Regions from separate parts of the Mus musculus genome. Here all the other regions are linked to region 3. A link is a contact called in public Hi-C and HiChIP or PLAC-seq data. All regions are on one chromosome and are shown on one strand. The core of a region is the stretch at or near the end of the contact, and the rest is flanking DNA. Distances in the headings are between cores, read along the strand shown.

Region 1 (3,651 bases), core at 497-2,996, 1.1 Mb before region 3:
CCTCTTACGGGCAGAATTTTTCCTCTGACCACCTGTGGACAGTGGTTGCCCTGGGAGACTGCGGAGGGCCTGAGAAATGTGACTTAACCTGTGTGCAAGTCCTGGGTCCTACTGGGCCCTGTATTGGTCTTGGGTTAGCCCAATGACCTCCATTTCCCTGTCTGCAAGGTAGAGCAGGTAGGTTGTGGGGGGATTGAAGCTTGTGAAATCATGCGACATGCCCGACTCACAGCCAGTGCCCCTTGAGGGCACGGGAATCTGCTTGTTGCAATTTCCTTTGGTTGTTTTCTTTTGTTTTGCCAGATTGTTCTCAGGTGACTGAGAGCTCCCTGCAGGCAAGAGCATCTTGGTTCTGGTTTACCGCAGTTTGATAAAGATGATAGTAAGAGTTTTAATTTGGCTCTTCGGGGTTTTTTTTTTTTTTTTTTTTTGTATGTGTGTGTTTGTTTGTTTGCTTGTTTTTTCGAGACAGGGTTTCTCTGTGCAGTCCTGGCTATCCTGGAACTCACTCTGTAGACCAGGCTGGCCTCGAACTCAGAAATCCTCCTGCCTCTGCCTCCCAAGTGCTGGGATTAAAGGTGTGTGCCACCACTGCCCGGCTTCATTTGGCTCTTCTGAGCCAGGGTTTGATGCTGATAGCCAGTCTGGCCTTATTGCAGCAGTTCCTCTTGCCTCAGTCTCCCAAATGCAGGGCGTACAGGCAGGTGCATCACACCTGGGAGTCTGTACTTTGCCATCAGACGTCTGGAGGTTAAGTCTGGAGTTTAGGCTGTAACTGTGAGCCAGGTGTTTTCCATTTTGAAGGCCCAGGTGTGAGCAGCCTGTGATAACACAGCTGAGAGTCATGGAACTGTTTTGGTTGTTCTTTGGGTTTTGTTGTTGTTGTTGTTGTTGTTTTTGTTTTTCTGTTTGTTTTTTTGTTTTGTGACAGCCTCCTGTAGCTCAGGTTGGTCCCTGAACTCACTATGCAGCTTTGAATGACCTTGAAATCCTGTCTGACTTTTCCAATTCGAAGATCATAGTCATAAGCTATTGAGCTCCATCTGTTACTGAGTGTTTGATGGGCCAGAGCCATGACCTCACTGGCTTTCTCTCCCAGGGTGGACACTAGACTCTTCACAAGGGCATATTCGCATAACAGTCAAAAGCTGGACTCTTGAGATATACTGCTTGGGTTGAACCCCCACTTGCTATGTGACCTCCGTCCTGTGACTTCTGTTCAACACTATCTGTAAAATAGGCGTGACCGTAGTTCCGACTTAAAGGCCCTGGAGAGACTGTAGTGTTTAGAGCAGCACCCTCCCAGAGCTGTGCTTCCAAGGCTGGGTGGAAGAGTCTGCCACAAGGTTTAATCATTAAGCCTCCAGCCTCTGCAGCCGGCACTGTCTGCAGAGGTGAGGGGCCCACCTGTGGGTAGGAAGGTTGTGAATGAAGCTGCGGGGCTTAGGGCAGGGATGCTGTGGCGCTGATCCAGCCCTGGCTCAGCACCGAGCAGGTGGCCTGTAACAGGCAGGCTTTGTTACCTCCGAGCTTTCTCCCAAACTCATTCAGACCCAAGACCACGTGTCTGATGAGTAAGGAATCCTGTTATTTCCCTTCCCCAAAGGGAATATTGGCAGAACTGGCTCTTTGGGGATGTGCCTGTGTGCAGAGAGCAGCCATCTCAGGGGAACTCCGGTAAGCTGGCGTGGCCTGAAGGCCACTGAATAAGTCGTTAGAAGCTGGCACTGCTGGTTCCTATTTCCGCATTCCAGACACCCACAGCGCAGGAGGAGGCACCACCCCAGGTCGGCCTAGGGAGCTGGGGCAGGTGGCTCTTGCCTAGGGAAAACCTGGGACAGGAGCCACACCTGGGGCCAACCTAGTAGCCACCTTCCTGGAGTGTGATCACGGCTGTGTTCCGGGACTCCTGGTAGGTGAGCGATGTCTCCTCACTTCGGTAGCACCTTCCAGAGAAAGTTAATAATCTGATTCTTCTTTGAGGGAAAGCTAGCTTCTCTCTCTCTCTCTCTCTCTCTCCCCCTCCCTCGCTCCCTCCCTCCCTCCCTCCCTTCCTCTCTCTCCCTCTCTCTCTCTCTCACCCCCTCTTCTCTTGTGAAGTGTTTACCTATCTGTTCCTAACCTGAAGAAAGGTTGGCCCAGTGTTGAGCAAATGAGAAGATGGAGGCCACGGACTCCCAGGGAAAGAATAGATGACTGTAGCTGAGCCCCTGCTGTCTGCAGACTTTGTTACCAGGGGCTGTGGTGCCCCAGCCCAGTATGTATGCTGTGTGGTCTTGGTAAATCCTGTACCCTCCTGGGCCTCAGTTTCCTCTTTTGGGGGAAACAGGAAGTAGTGGTAGTACCCACTGAGTTGTCATGCCAAGTGCCCCAGCTCCTCTGACCCTGCGCCTGTGGACTGCAGCTCAGGCCCCTTGCTCCCTGCTCTGGCCTCTCCCTGGCTGTGTCCTCTGCCTGTGGATGTAGTTGGGGTGGCATGTCCACCTGCCTTCCCACACTCACGTAGCCGTTCTCAGGACTAGCCTTCCAAAGCCACCCCCTCCTCAAGTCTCTGCTCAGATGTTCCCAACCCAGGGTGCCTTCCTCTCAGTCACCCTGGAGCCACCTCCTTCGCTGGATTTTTCTTCCACCTGCATCTCAACTGTTGGCTTCCTGGGAGCGCAGGCCAGGCCTTGGTCCTTCTAGAACAGTGCCTAGCCTGTAGCGGGGGTGGGGTGGGGTGCAGCTTCAGTTATGACATGAATGAATTTATGCTACTAGATGGCCCATTGGTGGATGGACGGCTAGCTGTTCTCACTTGGGACTGACTAGAGTGCCACCAGCGTTTCCAGGAAGCCATGGCAGTGGTTGGTGTGACCTGTCACCTCTCTCTCTGGTCTCTCTGTGGTCATGCAGCCATTCTTGGGGTCTGTCAGCCTCAAGCTGCTGGCTTCCTGGCCCCCAATCCCTTCAGGCGTCACAGCCTGGAAGCTGACAGTGGCTCATTTGGGCATTTTGGGCACATGGCATGACAGAGAAAGTGTGGTACCAGCGAATTAGAGAATAGTGGGGTAATCTCAGTAAGAGAGGATTTGTGCGTGCCTGCTATGTATTGGAAAGGTGACATAGCTCCAGGTTTCTGTGGCAGGAAGGCAGGGGAGATAAGAGTGACCTGACCAGCCTTGGTTTATCCTCTCCTCTGCTTTAGTAGGCAATAACTCTTGCTGTGCGCTGAGCAGGTTTTAATTAACCAGTGAGTTGAAGGAATCAGACTGTGTTGTAACTGACACGCTCTCTGTTTCTGGCTCCAGGTAGCAGCGACTGGTGCTGTAAAAATATCCCAGGCAGGCTTCCCCGAGGCGCTCCAGGGAGCCAGGTCAGTGGTCCTCCCTCTCAGGCTTCTCCAGCAGCCCCAAGCTCTGAGGCACCTCACGGGCCCACTGTTGCCATGTGACAGTCATGTGCCCTTCACCCTCCAGAGCCTGTTGCAGTGTGGAAGGCTGCCATGGCAACAGGTCACTGTTCCCTGAGCTCCAAGGAGTATCACTTTGAGGGAAGTTGAGGAAAAGCCATGTCTTGTAATGTGTGAGTCCCTCACTGCCTGAATTCTGGGCTTTAGTTGCCTTTTCTGGAAGATGGTGCTAATTGATAGTGTCTGTGTAAGCGAGACGT
Region 2 (3,485 bases), core at 151-2,650, 1.0 Mb after region 3:
ACTCCTGGAAGTGCTCCTGGCTTAGGAGGGTTCCCCCCCCCCTTGAGGTGAGGAGGCCAATTTAATAGTAGTGACAGCCTCTTCCACCCTCTTCCACCTAGTTTGCAGGAGGCCCGAGCTCTGCTGAGGCAAAGGCGGCCCCGAGGGCCGTGGGCCCGGGCATTGCTGAAAAGAAGGCCCCCACATCGCGCCCCTGCCGGCCAGGCCCGGGGTAAGAACATCCGCCCTTCCTCCGTGTAGGGGGTGGAGGGGGGTGGTTCCGGGCCAGATAAAGCCGTCTGGTTCCCACGGTGCTGCCGCCGCCTACCAGTCCCCTATTGTAGCTTGGTCCACCCCACTCCCCAGGATGCGGCCACCTCTAGGGACCCCTGCGTCCGGCAGTATGAGGTGAGCCAGGGACAGAACTAGACGCAGGCCAAAGGCGCTGACCCATCAGGGTGGGGCCGGGAAGCCAGGCGTCCGGGCTCCCGTGGCTGAAGAGGGGGGCAACTCGCCCAGCAGAGAGCGAGGCTGAACCAGTCCAGACAACAAAAGCGATTGTGCGGGTTGGCGCCTGCCCCGGCACAAAATGCCCAAGATTGCGGGACGGCTGGGGGCCAAAGACCTTTCCCTCTTACATGCCAGACCGTCCCTTGACCCTACTTTTACTACAGCCCGGTACCCCAGATTAGAGCACTCTATAGACTCAACTACCCTCAGAAGCCCTCTCCTGCTGTGTGGCCTTCAGCCCAGATGCATCCCCCTCCTTCCTAAGGTTTTCCAGATGTGTGCCCCAGGCCAGATGTGAGGACCCCCGCCCACAGCTTTATTCATTCTGACCTCTCCCACCAGGTGTAGAGAGTCTTGGTGTGCTGTGGCGTCTTCAGGTGTAAGCGCCTTAGTCTCCTCTCCAGAATTCAGCTCCTCTAATTCCTTTATGTGTCCTGTACACCGACCCTTCTCGTCACCCACAGATGTACCATCTTGCTGCCCAAATGTGCCATCCTTGTCCTCTATCTAGATGAAGCCTCTTCCCCCCCACCCCCTACCCCCGTGCCTGGTCAGAGGATCAGTCTTCAGCTGGCTCCCCAAATGCGGCCCCCATTACTCTAATGGATTTCCTCTCAATGGATTCAACTCTCTCTGGGAGCAAACCCGCCCGCCCCCACCTGTTCCCTTCCCTGCTACTCCCCATAGGCCCCATCCACTTGTTGGAGCACGGGTGGGAGCAGAGGGGGCGCCCTCCCCTCCCCCCTGCGAGTCTAGCGCCCAGCCTTCGCGCCTCTGGCTAAGCGCCCAGCCCCACGCGCCCCCGCGCGGCCGCCCGGGAGGGAGCGATGGGGAGGGGGGGCTGAGCGGGGGCGCGGCCGCCCTCCCCCGCGGGCGGGCGGGCGAGCGGGCGGGCGCGGCCGGGCCCCTCGGGCGGGCTGGGGCGGCGGCGCGGTGGAGCGCGGCGCTGCAGCCATGGCGGGCGGCGCGCAGCTGCTCTGGGTGTCGCTATTGGTGCTGCTGGCGCAGCTGGGGCCGCAGCCCGTACTGGGCCGACCCCGAGAGCGTCTTCGCGTGCGCTTCACCCCCGCTGTGTGCGGCCTGCGTTGCATCCACGGGCCCACTGGCTCCCGCTGTACCCCGACCTGCGCGCCCCGCAACGCCACCAGCGTGGACAGCGGCGCGCCCGGCGGGGCGGCCCCGGGGGGACCCGGCTTCCGCGCCTGTGAGTGCGGGATGGTGCTCCCAAGGGAGGAGTGCCCGGAGGGAGGACCCTGGAGACAATGCCTTAGGGAGCAGGAGCCCAGATTCCATGTACAGAAATGCTGGGGACTCCGTGGGGTCTTTGAGGAAGGGGGCTCTGAATTCCTTATTTGGGGAGTGGATCTCCAGGGCGCTGATTTCAGGAGCATTGAGTGTTTTTGGAACTGTGGTGTCCCACGTGAACGGACTGAGACTAGCTTTCATCCCTTTCAGTCAAGGCGAGGATCTTAGGATCTGGGAACTTTTGAGATGGGGCCCAAATTCGCAGACTGTGCGTAGTGGGTCAGCAAGGAGTGTTTCAGAGTCGCATGGGGTGGTGGGGCATATCTCAAGTTTCTAGGTCTGTCTTTGAGTGGGGGAAGACTAGGAAAGTCTGGCATGGGACTGCTTGTGATGAAGAGCTAAGCGGGAGGGGACCCAGGAAAGACGGGGTGCCTTTCGGCAAGACCTGAGTTACAGCGGTTCCACGTGCGACAGATATCCAGATAGGAGGCCTGAGGAAAGGGCGCCCCCTGGGGGAGGAAGGGACCGGCTTGCGCTTCAGCTTCCTCTAGACAAGGGGAGCATTCTGGGGTTCAGGTGAGGTCAGGAGGGTGCGCCACCTGCTAGCCCAGAGTGTGGGGATGGACTTGGGGGTCGGGTTTTCATTGCTTCTCACCCCTTACGCCCTCCGGAATGGGGAGTGGGGCCCCTGGCGCCGAGAACTCGCCCAGGCTGGCCCCCAGCCAGCCCAACCCGGCCGGCGTGAGCTCATCTCCCGCCCGAGCCCCCGCCCGCTACCACTCCCTCTCTCCGCCCCTTCCTCCCTCCTTCCTTCACTCTCTCCCGGCCCAGCCCCAACTCGCCCGTGCCAGGCGCCGTGCCCAGACGGGTGCCAAACCCCTGGAGGCACAAGGAGGAACATGTGAAGGCGGGCTGACCTCGGCAAGACCCCTATGTCCTTAGCTTCCTGTTCTTCCAATGTTGTGGGACATGAAGTTAGTTTTGCCCATTTAGCAGCAAGCCCTCTGATATGGGCACCCTGAGCTGGGAGTCTGTATTCAAGGCAAGGGCAGGCAGTGAAATGACTTAAGAGACTAAGAAATGCCCCTAAACGTGGTGGCTTCCTCCCATCTGAGACACTTCCATTTTTCCAATCTTGCTTCTTTGCTGAGCCCTTCTTAAGCTCTGCCCTTAAAAAAAAAAAAAAAATTAAGGTACCTGGAGTCCAGGTTTAACGCTCCTGACAGGAAATCCGGGTTTTTGGATCCCGGATCCAAAGGTCCCTCTTCACCCAGGGGCAAACACTACAGGAACTCCTCCAGCCCAGTTTCTTCTCCCTCTTTGGAGGTACTCCTCCAAGCTGCGCCCCTCCCAGGAGAATTCTAATATTGTCACCCAGCGGCTTCTCGCTTCCCCTGAAACATTCAAGCATGAGCCTTAAGTGGAGATACTTCTCCCCCTCCAACATCTCCCCCGATTCTCTTCCCACGTAGCTTCATTTTTCCTTCTCTTTCTAAGGTAGCCTTCCCAGACCTATCCACACAGGGCCATTAATCAAGACTCGGGGCAACCAGATCCTTGGCTAGGGAGGAGTAGGACTTTCCAGCGATTCCTAAGGTCCCCGCAACTTGAGAGTTTTAACGTGCTAGAAACGATCAGACTCCACTTCTCCTTGTCCTCAGCTCCCTCACATGGGCCACACCCCCGCCTCCAGAAAGTACTAGTCCTGTTTTCTAGGCAACTCTCCGAAAGGACTTGAAAGACTCTTGGTT
Region 3 (3,610 bases), core at 783-3,282:
GGCAGGCAGATTTCTGAGTTCGAGGCCAGCCTGGTCTATAGAGTGAGTTCCAGGACAGCCAGGGCTCAGGGCTATACAGAGAAACCCTGTCTCAAAAAACCAAGAACAAACAAACAAACAAAAAACCCACCACCAACAACAAAAAAATCCTGGTCTAAGTATATAACCTCTCCAGGTCCTGGACAGATGGCTGAGAGATTAAGAGAATGGGCTTGCTTCTCTTGCAAAGAACCCACATGACAGGTGACAACTCCAATTTCACAGGATCCAGAGTCCTCTCCTGGCCTCCTTGGACACTAGGAATGCTGTGACACCAGCCCCTTAGACCTGCTCCGGAGACACAGCCAAGACTACAGCTCACTCCAGCCTCCAGGGCCCTCTCATCGAAAGCCCACCTTACTAGTATCCAGTTCTAAAAGGACCTGTGTAGTAAGTTGCTCCCGGAAGCTTGTTAGAACACCAGAGGCAAATCACAAAGGTCAAAATCCTCACCACAGCCAACAGCCTGCATCTCCACACCCCCACCTCTTCTCACCTGCTCCACGAACACACCCATCTTCAGCCTTAGAGTGTTATCTGGAACATCTCTCTGGTGTTCCCATGGCTCCTTCCCCTCCTCCAGGTGTCTGTCTGTTCAAAGATCTCCCCTGGGGCCGGAGAGATGGATCAGCAGTTAAGAACACTGGCGGCTCTGACAGAGCACCTGGTTTGATTCCCTGCACCATAACCCTCTGAAACTGCAGTTCCAGGGGATCTGCCGCCCTCCTCCAGTCTCTTTGGACACCAAGCATGAACATGGTACACAGACACACTTGCAGGCCAAACACCCATACACATAAAATAAAAACAGTCCATCCATGACAGCTATGATAATCTGCATCCCACCCTACTTATCCATACTTATCAGTAGCTAATCTAACGATACAGTTACACTCCCAGATGGTGAGGGAGCCAGGAGTTTAGGCCAGTCTGGGTAACATAGGGAAAGTCAAATTTTAAAAAAAAGTACTTAATTCGTAGACTTTCAGTACTCAGTCTCCTTAGTAAAAAGTCAAGTCCTCAGAGACAGAGGATACAGTTCCTAGTGAGTGGTCAGTAAAAAAAAAAAAAAAAAAAAAAAAAATCTGTTCAGAAACCTGTAGAAGACAAATATCCATAAAGAGTGTGTTGTAAGCATCCATCCATCCCTGGGATCTGAGATTTGGATTTTATCTGACGCCCAGGCCATCTAATAAGAGACGTTATTGCCCTCTGGCGACCAGAATAGAAACTGCAACTTTGGGACTGTTCCACAGACCATTGCAAAAAATTCACAAAGAAATGTTCATTCTTCAAAAATTCTGTAGTTTCCGGGTACAGTGACGCACGTCTTTAATACCAGTACTAGGGAGGCAGAGGCAGAGGCAGAGGCAGTGGCAGGCGCTCTCTGTGAGTTCGAGGCCAGCCCGGTCTACATAATGACTTCCAGACCAGCCAGAGAGTTACATGGTGAGACCCTGTCTCAAACAAGCCAAAACATTTGATTGAAATTATAAAATGTGAAGACTTCTAAACTGATGAGAGAACACCAGAAAAGAGGTAGATGAGTTAAAAAAAGAAGTGCTCCAGGTGAGGATCGAACTCACAACCTCGGCATCGCTTACGCCTAGCACTGACATATAAGTACCGCGCGCTAACCGATTGCGCCACTGGAGCTCCGGCCGCACCCTCGCGCCACAAAGTCCTTCAGTCAGTTGTAGTCGCAGGACTTTGTTGAACGGCTCGGCCCAACATTGCATATGCAAATATAAAGCCCGCCGATCGACCAATAAGAACAAGAGTGTGAGACTATTCCAGATTCTCACGCCTCCTGGGCCCTTGCTGTAAAAGGTAAAAAGTCCTCCCGGCTCTAGGCTCTTGGAATGTGGGCGGTGACTCGCCGTTGGAACCGCTTGCTTGCAATTATTCAGAGTAGGGGGCGGGGATTTTAAAAGCCTTTACGGGAGGGCGTGCCGGAAGGCGGCCCCTCCCCCCAGCAGGCGGGAACAGGATGTGAGCCGCGGCGGCGGCAAAGGGGAGGAGAAGCCTTGGGCGGCCGCCCCCCGCCCCACATCTGGGACCCGACTCTCCCCGCCCCAGATGCGGCGTTGCCGCTGCCCCCAGAGCCCCAGGACACTCATCCCGGAGCCCGAGGCGTTCATAGTCTTGGGCCCAGGCGTCCGGGAACTCTGTCCCGCGTTTTAAGAGACCCGCAAGTCCCGGCTCCCGCAGAGGGGCCGGGACCTCTGATGTCCAGCGCCCCCTCCTGGAGGAGCCCGGGGCTCGGGAAGTCAGCCCCGAGGCTGGAGGCCCGTCCCGTACCCGGCTTCGAAGACCGTAGGATCTGTGGCCGTGCATCCTTCCCACGGGGTCCCAACTCTGAGTCCAAGACCCCCTCCTGGAGCCACTTGGGGACAGGACCTCGCGCCTCGACTTAGGGCTGCAGCATCCATCACCTCCAGGAGACCGAGGAGTTAGCCAGTCCTTGCGGTCCCTCCCGGAGGTGACTTCACTCCTGCCCCTCGGGTTCTGGAAACTCTGGAATCCCGGTGCTCCCGACAACACACAGCCCTACCTAGAAGACTGAGGAGTTTGGGTCCCCAGCGCCCTGGTCTGAGACTCGAGTAGAGGGTTGCAGCATCTTCTATTTAGAACACCGAGACTTCGGACTCCGGATCCCAACTCTCCCCGGATTCTGGAGTCCGAGAACCCCAAGTTCACGACCTTAAGTCTGGGTTGTGAGCCTCCCCAGGGATCGCGCGTTACGGTCCAGACGCGCGGGACTCCCGACCCCAAGGCCCGTGGCTCCCCGGGAGGTGAGGGGAGCGAGGGGCCCGGGGCTGGGGGAGGGGGCGGCGCCGAAGCGGAACAATGAGGGGGCGTGCCGGCGGGGGGTAGCGGAGGCGCCGGCTGGAGTTGGGGGCTGCAACTGCACAGGGGAGAATCCAACGGTGGGGACCGCGGTTGGGGCGCCGAGGGACCGACTGGAGCTGGGTGGAGGACTCGGGGCCAGCGCCCCAGTACGCCGTCTTGGGCGGGGTAAGGAACAGTCTGTAGGACCCTGGCATCCGGTCCCCCAGCCTCCGCCCTCCCCTGGGACCCCGCGGCCTCTCCCGCCCACGGTTTTTCCCAGCCCTGCCCCTCGCCCTCAGCTTCAGCCTGAGCCTGAGAGTTCCCAGGATCCCTGAGCCTTGGGAGGGGGGCCCCCAGACAGATGGGACTTGCAGACTCAGGCACTTTTGCTGTCTTCGTTCTTTGTCTCAACCTTTTTCCATCTTTGGCTTGTATTCTCAGCCCCTTCTTCCTGTCACTTTGTATCTTCTTGGGGCCCCTCCTTGAGTTTAGATCAGCTTCCAGCACCCTATCTGTGAGTAGGAGCGGCCGAGAGACCGGTGAAGTCTAGTTCCCAAGAAGTGGGTCTCTTCTGTAGGTCGGAGTTGTGCCACTCAATCATGCCCGAGGGAGCCCGGGGATTGAGCCTGCCCAAACCCAGCCTTAGGCTCGGGTGTGGCCACCAAGGTGAAGTTTGCGACTGCGCAGCAGTGAGTGACACTCCAACAGGTGAGCAGCCCAGACAGGTGGAGCCTGTGGG

The links. A called contact is a pair of places that touch in the nucleus more often than the background predicts. HiChIP or PLAC-seq counts read pairs in DNA pulled down with a chosen protein or histone mark.
Region 1: an H3K27ac HiChIP or PLAC-seq map of bone marrow-derived dendritic cells shows a contact between it and region 3, with 3 times the contacts expected there. The contact joins the promoter of Sipa1l3 here to the promoter of Plekhg2 in region 3. A contact is called at or near these places in 1 of 39 promoter capture datasets (liver), 2 of 115 datasets of contacts at active chromatin or transcription factors (bone marrow-derived dendritic cells and double positive thymocytes) and 1 of 9 other capture datasets (liver).
Region 2: a Hi-C map of muscle stem cells shows a contact between it and region 3, with 5 times the contacts expected there. The contact joins the promoter of Ltbp4 here to the promoter of Plekhg2 in region 3. A contact is called at or near these places in 2 of 39 promoter capture datasets (embryonic stem cells and maxillary cranial neural crest), 1 of 484 Hi-C or Micro-C datasets (muscle stem cells) and 1 of 115 datasets of contacts at active chromatin or transcription factors (embryonic stem cells).

Annotation. Positions count from the first base shown.
Region 1 is chr7:29,503,555-29,507,205 of GRCm38.p6, reverse strand. Sipa1l3 (signal-induced proliferation-associated 1 like 3) reads left to right here and starts at 1,746. Exons shown (of 23, transcript NM_001081028.1): 1 at 1,746-1,912; 2 at 3,291-3,355.
Region 2 is chr7:27,331,563-27,335,047 of GRCm38.p6, reverse strand. Ltbp4 (latent transforming growth factor beta binding protein 4) reads left to right here and starts at 1,400. Exons shown (of 30, transcript NM_001113549.1): 1 at 1,400-1,693. The coding sequence starts at 1,444. The region is part of intron 1 of Gm30543 (a long non-coding RNA gene); the gene reads right to left.
Region 3 is chr7:28,371,084-28,374,693 of GRCm38.p6, reverse strand. It overlaps Plekhg2 (pleckstrin homology domain containing, family G (with RhoGef domain) member 2), which reads left to right and starts at 2,032. Exons shown (of 19, transcript NM_138752.2): 1 at 2,032-2,834; 2 at 3,449-3,579. The coding sequence starts at 3,471. n-TIaat16 (a tRNA gene) reads right to left here and starts at 1,695; the gene lies at 1,601-1,695.